Regions from separate parts of the Solanum lycopersicum genome. Here region 2 is linked to region 1. The links are chromatin contacts, called in public HiChIP or PLAC-seq maps. All regions are on one chromosome and are shown on one strand. The core of a region is the stretch at or near the end of the contact, and the rest is flanking DNA. Distances in the headings are between cores, read along the strand shown. Region 1 holds the start of LOC101248391 (probable E3 ubiquitin-protein ligase XERICO). Region 2 holds the start of LOC101249078 (nucleosome assembly protein 1;2).

Evidence for each region. HiChIP or PLAC-seq counts read pairs in DNA pulled down with a chosen protein or histone mark.
Region 2: a contact with region 1 is called in an RNA polymerase II HiChIP or PLAC-seq map of leaf, with 6 times the contacts expected there. The contact joins the promoter of LOC101249078 here to the promoter of LOC101248391 in region 1. A contact is called at or near these places in 1 of 8 Hi-C or Micro-C datasets (leaf) and 1 of 1 datasets of contacts at active chromatin or transcription factors (leaf).

What each region holds. Positions count from the first base shown.
Region 1 is chr5:25,694,005-25,696,676 of SLM_r2.1, forward strand. It overlaps LOC101248391 (probable E3 ubiquitin-protein ligase XERICO), which reads right to left and starts at 1,377. Exons shown (of 3, transcript XM_069297987.1): 1 at 1,149-1,377.
Region 2 is chr5:26,015,235-26,017,906 of SLM_r2.1, forward strand. It overlaps LOC101249078 (nucleosome assembly protein 1;2), which reads left to right and starts at 1,297. Exons shown (of 13, transcript XM_026031162.2): 1 at 1,297-1,523; 2 at 1,628-1,671; 3 at 1,747-1,842. The coding sequence starts at 1,478.

The sequences.
Region 1 (2,672 bases), core at 127-2,626:
CAAATAAGGTTTGAGGAGGATAGAGTATTCACGGACCTTACCCCTACCTTTGATAAGGTAGAGAGGCCATTTCCAAAAGATCCTTGGTCATTTCAGCTCAACTTTCCGCCATTTAACAATCAAGATTTAAGTATCCAAGAACTGAAGCAGCCTATACTACTAACCTTTTTCTAAGAAAGTAGGCAATTTTGCTTTCTTGCAACCAAAAAAGAAGAGGTTACCAAAAAAATAAAGCAAAAATTGTTAAACTCATCCTCTCATTACTTTGCTGTTCCAGAAAAACATGTGAAGATAAATGCTCTTTTTTTACTCCTCCATAGGAGCTCCCACTATTTTGCTCTCTCAATAACTTGAGCTCACAATCTCAGGATTGGAGGTGAAAAATAGTTACCATCCAAGCAACCTCTTTTTTATATCTAGAAATGCTATAAACCTTGACAAAATAATTGGTGATACATTCACCCACTTGCACACTTCCTTGCAAGCACGAAATCCTTAGTTCGCCCGCTACCAGACCGGCCGGTGTACTCTAATTGCCAACCCTGAGAGAGGCTATACTCTAAGAGTCAACCGACTCATTATCCCTGGACACAAGGATTAAAAAATAGCGATGTATCAGGGGCTGAGCATACATTCAGCTCAGGAACAAGAAATCGAGCTATTAAGTTAAGCTGCCACTTTCCCCTTTTTAGCCCTTCTTTGTGTTTCCATCCTAAACCCTAATCTCCAATGCAAAATTATACAACTTCAAACCCAAAATATAAATTTAGTAAAGTATAACCTAACCCCTAAACTCTAACTATAGCCCTAAGCTTTATACAAATGGATATAAAGATTCAAGATAAAAAATTTAGATCACCAACAACAGTCTATATATGCAGTAAAACATCCAAACAAAACCTTCAGATTCAAGATGAAGTCCTCAAGTACCCAAAGCAATAAGGAGAAATCAAGAACAGAAGCAGAAAATATACTAATATAATATTTCTTGAAAAATTGAGATCTAAGAACAGATCAGACTCACTTTTTATCAAGATCCCATAAAAAAGAAGCGAACTTTTGTTTCCTATAACCAAAAAAGAGAAAGAGAAAAGCAAAAGGCCAAGATTTTTGCAAAGATAAAGAATAAAGAAATAAAGGGTACTTACTTTCTTGAAGGTGGGGTAAAAGAAGTAGAATTTGAACAAGTTGAAGATTGTTATTGATGATTGATTGAGGTGAAGATTCATATCATAGGACAACAAATGTCAAGATTGACCATGTCCTATGAACCTCCAAAAGACCCTTATTTTCTTCTATTTATAAAAAACAACAAAACAAAGTAGTGATTGATCAAACTCTCTCTTTGGTCCCACCACAAAATTACAGTTTGTGTTTTGTTCAATCTTTTCAATTATGGAACTGTACTTTTCATGGTAAAGGTGACATAAATTTGCCTCTTGCAATTGGCAGTAACATTTCTTTATATTATAAAAGTTGATTAAAGAATCCATCTTTATTGTGTCCCTTTCAATTTTGTGTTTCTTTTTTCAGATTTCAATTTATCTTCAGCTGAGTTAAAGCTTTGTCATTAGGGAAAATTTTCAGAAAATACAATTAAGAACTTGTATTGTAGTAAATGAAAATTCACATAAATATACCCAATTAAGACCTTAATTTACTATACATAAATTTACTATTTTTATATATATCATTTTTTGGCTTATTTTTGTGTTATATTTTTTGAGCGGAAATTTAATCGTCTAATTTTTGAATTCCCACAATTAGGGGAGAGGTGTTTATAATTCGGTTATTGATTAAAATCAAAATTTAATCAATCTAGTTAGTTTTTTAAACAGTTTGATGATGAGAAACTAAGAAGAATCCAAGATAAGGTATTGCGAGGAGAGGCTAAGGAAGCACAAATCGATGAGGAAGGTGTTTTGAGAATCAAGGGAAGGGTATGTGTGCCCCGTGTTGATGATTTGATCAACACTATTCTGACAGAAGCTCATAGTTCAAGGTATTCTATACATCCGGGTGCAACCAAGATGTATCGTGACCTAAAGCAACACTTTTGGTGGAGTAGAATGAAGCGTGATATTGTTGACTTTATTACCAAGTGTCCAAACTGTCAACAAGTAAAGTATGAACACCAAAGGCCCGGAGGAACACTTCAGAGAATGCCCATTCCGGAATGGAAATGGGAGAGGATCGCAATGGACTTCGTGGTTGGTCTTCCCAAGACATTGGGAAAGTTTGATTCTATTTGGGTGATTGTTGATAGGTTAACTAAATCTGCTCATTTCATTCCGGTCAAGGTGACTTACAATGCAGAAAAGTTAGCCAAACTTTACATCTCGGAAGTGGTGCGATTGCATGGGGTTCCACTATCCATCATATCAGATAGAGGTACGCAGTTTACTTCTAAGTTTTGGAAAACATTGCATGCGGAATTGGGTACTAGGTTGGACCTTAGTACTGCGTTCCATCCTCAGACCGATGGTCAGTCTGAGCGAACGATTCAAGTGTTGGAGGATATGCTTCGTGCATGTGTGATAGAGTTTGGTGGCCATTGGGATAGCTTCCTACCCTTAGCGGAGTTTTTATACAATAATAGCTATCACTCAAGCATTGATATGGCTCCATTCGAAGCATTGTATGGTAGGAGATGTAGGTCTCCCATTGGTTGG
Region 2 (2,672 bases), core at 47-2,546, 320 kb after region 1:
AACCTCATGAAAGGGGTAGCTAACTAAAAATAATTAAGAGATGAGATCTGAATGATTTTTGTCGTATTGTGAATCGATATGAAATGATATATCATTGACGACATCTTTGATACGATTGCGCGCAATATTGTAAAAGATAATGAGGATATGAATTCTAGATCTATTAAAACATGCTTGTGTAGAAATAATTATCAAGTGAAAAGTGGAATGATGCATCTTGGTAAGCGTAAATCTTATTTGACTTGCAATCTAGGCACTAGAAGATGTCATACATCTAATATCGAATGTTGTCACTTGACAAAACTAATATGAAAATATCCAATGGGTTCGAAATCTAGCATATACAAGGTTTTGAAAAAGTTGTTTATCATCCTCATAAGGATTAAATAGATTTAAAATGCATAGAGCATATACAAGTATAATTATGCAAGTTGATGACTAGAATTGAAACTCTAGAAGAGTTTTCAAAAGGCAATAGATTATTTCCGTAAAGAAGTTAAAGTAAAAAACTTGCAGAAATCTTTAATCTTGAGGGATGTTTCATAAAAACAGATAGAAGAAAGCATATTTCGTCAAGGTTTTTCTACACTCATGAGCTCCGAAGAAAGGTGATATCAACATGCAACATGTTTGTTCAAGTAATACTATAATTGATATATCTACCAAGTCTCTACCAACTACAACTTTCAAGAAGATGATGCTCAAGATTGGAAAACGAAGATTCAAGTATGTGAATTGATGTTGTCATTAAGGAAGTTAATACGCGATATACTATTTTTTCCTCACAAGATTTTGTCCCACTGGGTTTTCCTTGTAAGGTTTTTAATGAGGCATCCATAATGCGTATTATTGGATATATGTACTCTTTTTCATTCACTAGATTTTTTTCCCACTGGGTTTTATCTAGTAATGTTTTAACGAGACACATAATCTACGACATTCAAGGGGAGTGTTATAAACAATTTGTATTATAGTGAATGTCTAATTATATGGAGTCCTTGTAGGATATAATTAGGAATCCTACCTGGGGACCAAGTAAGGTTTTTCCTATAAATAAAGGATTTTCTTTCATTGTAAATAGGATTTGTGAAAGATTTATAAATCGTGAATATAGTTCAACAGAAATAAAAAATCTTTTCTCTTCTCCCTACTTTCTTCCTCTTCTAATTTATATAGTTTCATGACATTAATAGAGTTATTTTTTGCCTTTTTGGGGCTGGGCTTGACATAATAAACCTTCAAATGAAAAAGAGAATAATAAATAATAAATAAAATGCAGGGGAAATGAAAAAAACCAAACAGGGCCTTATATAGACCGGAGTGAATATAAAAATAAGGTGAGCAGCTAGGTTTTGTTTCTGATAAAGAGAGCGAGCAAGGGAGAGAAGAGCTTAAATTGAGGCGCTTAGTAACTTCTCCCTCTCTCTTTGTTGGCTTGTTGAATCTCCTTCAGGTTCAGTTCCACTCATCATTCATTATGAGCAACGGGAAGGACAACTTCAGTGTTGCCGATCTCAGCGCTGGTAAAACCCCTTATCCCTTTATATACTCTTTTCCATATTTGGCATCAGCCCCCACTTATTTGTTCTTTCTTGTTATATATCTCTAATTAATATCTTTTCTGCAGCTTTGAATGCGGGGGACCGAGCAGACCTTGTCAATGTACTCAAAGTGAGTTGAGTCTTTTTAATACGTCTTTTAAATGTATGAATTTTTGGCTGACGTTGTGGTGCGTTTTATTTGAAGAGTAAACTTCAGGATCTTACTGGGAAACACTCAGATGTACTTGAAAATTTGTCCCCCATTGTCAGGAAGCGTGTTGAGGTTCTCAGGGAGATTCAGGCACGTTCAAAACTTTTATTTTATGCCACTTCACTCTTATTATCCTGTACATTTCTTATCTACCTACAACTCTACTCTATTGGGAATTATTTTACGTATTTCACTTTCAAATTTGTTCTGTACTGCCAGATAGTTGCAAATTAGTTCGTTGCTAATTTGTTCTGTGCCAGATATTTTATGCATCTATGTTATGAACCTGCAACGTTTAAATCAGACATCACCAGAAGTTTGATTTAACCATTTTAAAAATATTGTTTTTCCTATTTTGTGCATAATGAATTTTTTATCTTTCGCACTCCTTGTCGTGGACCTTGTTCAAAATCCTCTGTAATTGAAGAGTTTACTTAAAGAATAGTTCTTCACTCGGTTTTTATACAACACATATTCTCTTTGTGCATGATAAATTAGCTTGAGAATTTGTTTTATTTGAACAAGCATCCATGGAAAATGTTATATCAAGTCAAAGCACCTGACTAATTGGAAGGACTTGGATATCTTAATTAGATTATCGCTATGCTATCTTTCATTGATTAGTTTTGTTTCTGATGTTACACCAAATGTTTGTGTTTTATTCTCTAAATGAAAGAAAAAAGTTTGTTTTTTATTCTTTGACTTAGACTGAAGCACAATTTTGCATTGTACTGTGAAGTGGTTATCCAAGGATAACCTTTGCTGATACTCCGTTCAGATAAAAGTTAAGTCTGTAGTCTTCTCTTACAACAGGACTATATTACTAAGAAGTTAAGTCTGTAGTCTTCTCTTAAAATAGGACTATATTACTAAGCTGACTTTCAGAGGCGTATTTAACTACAATGCAGATAACATGGAAC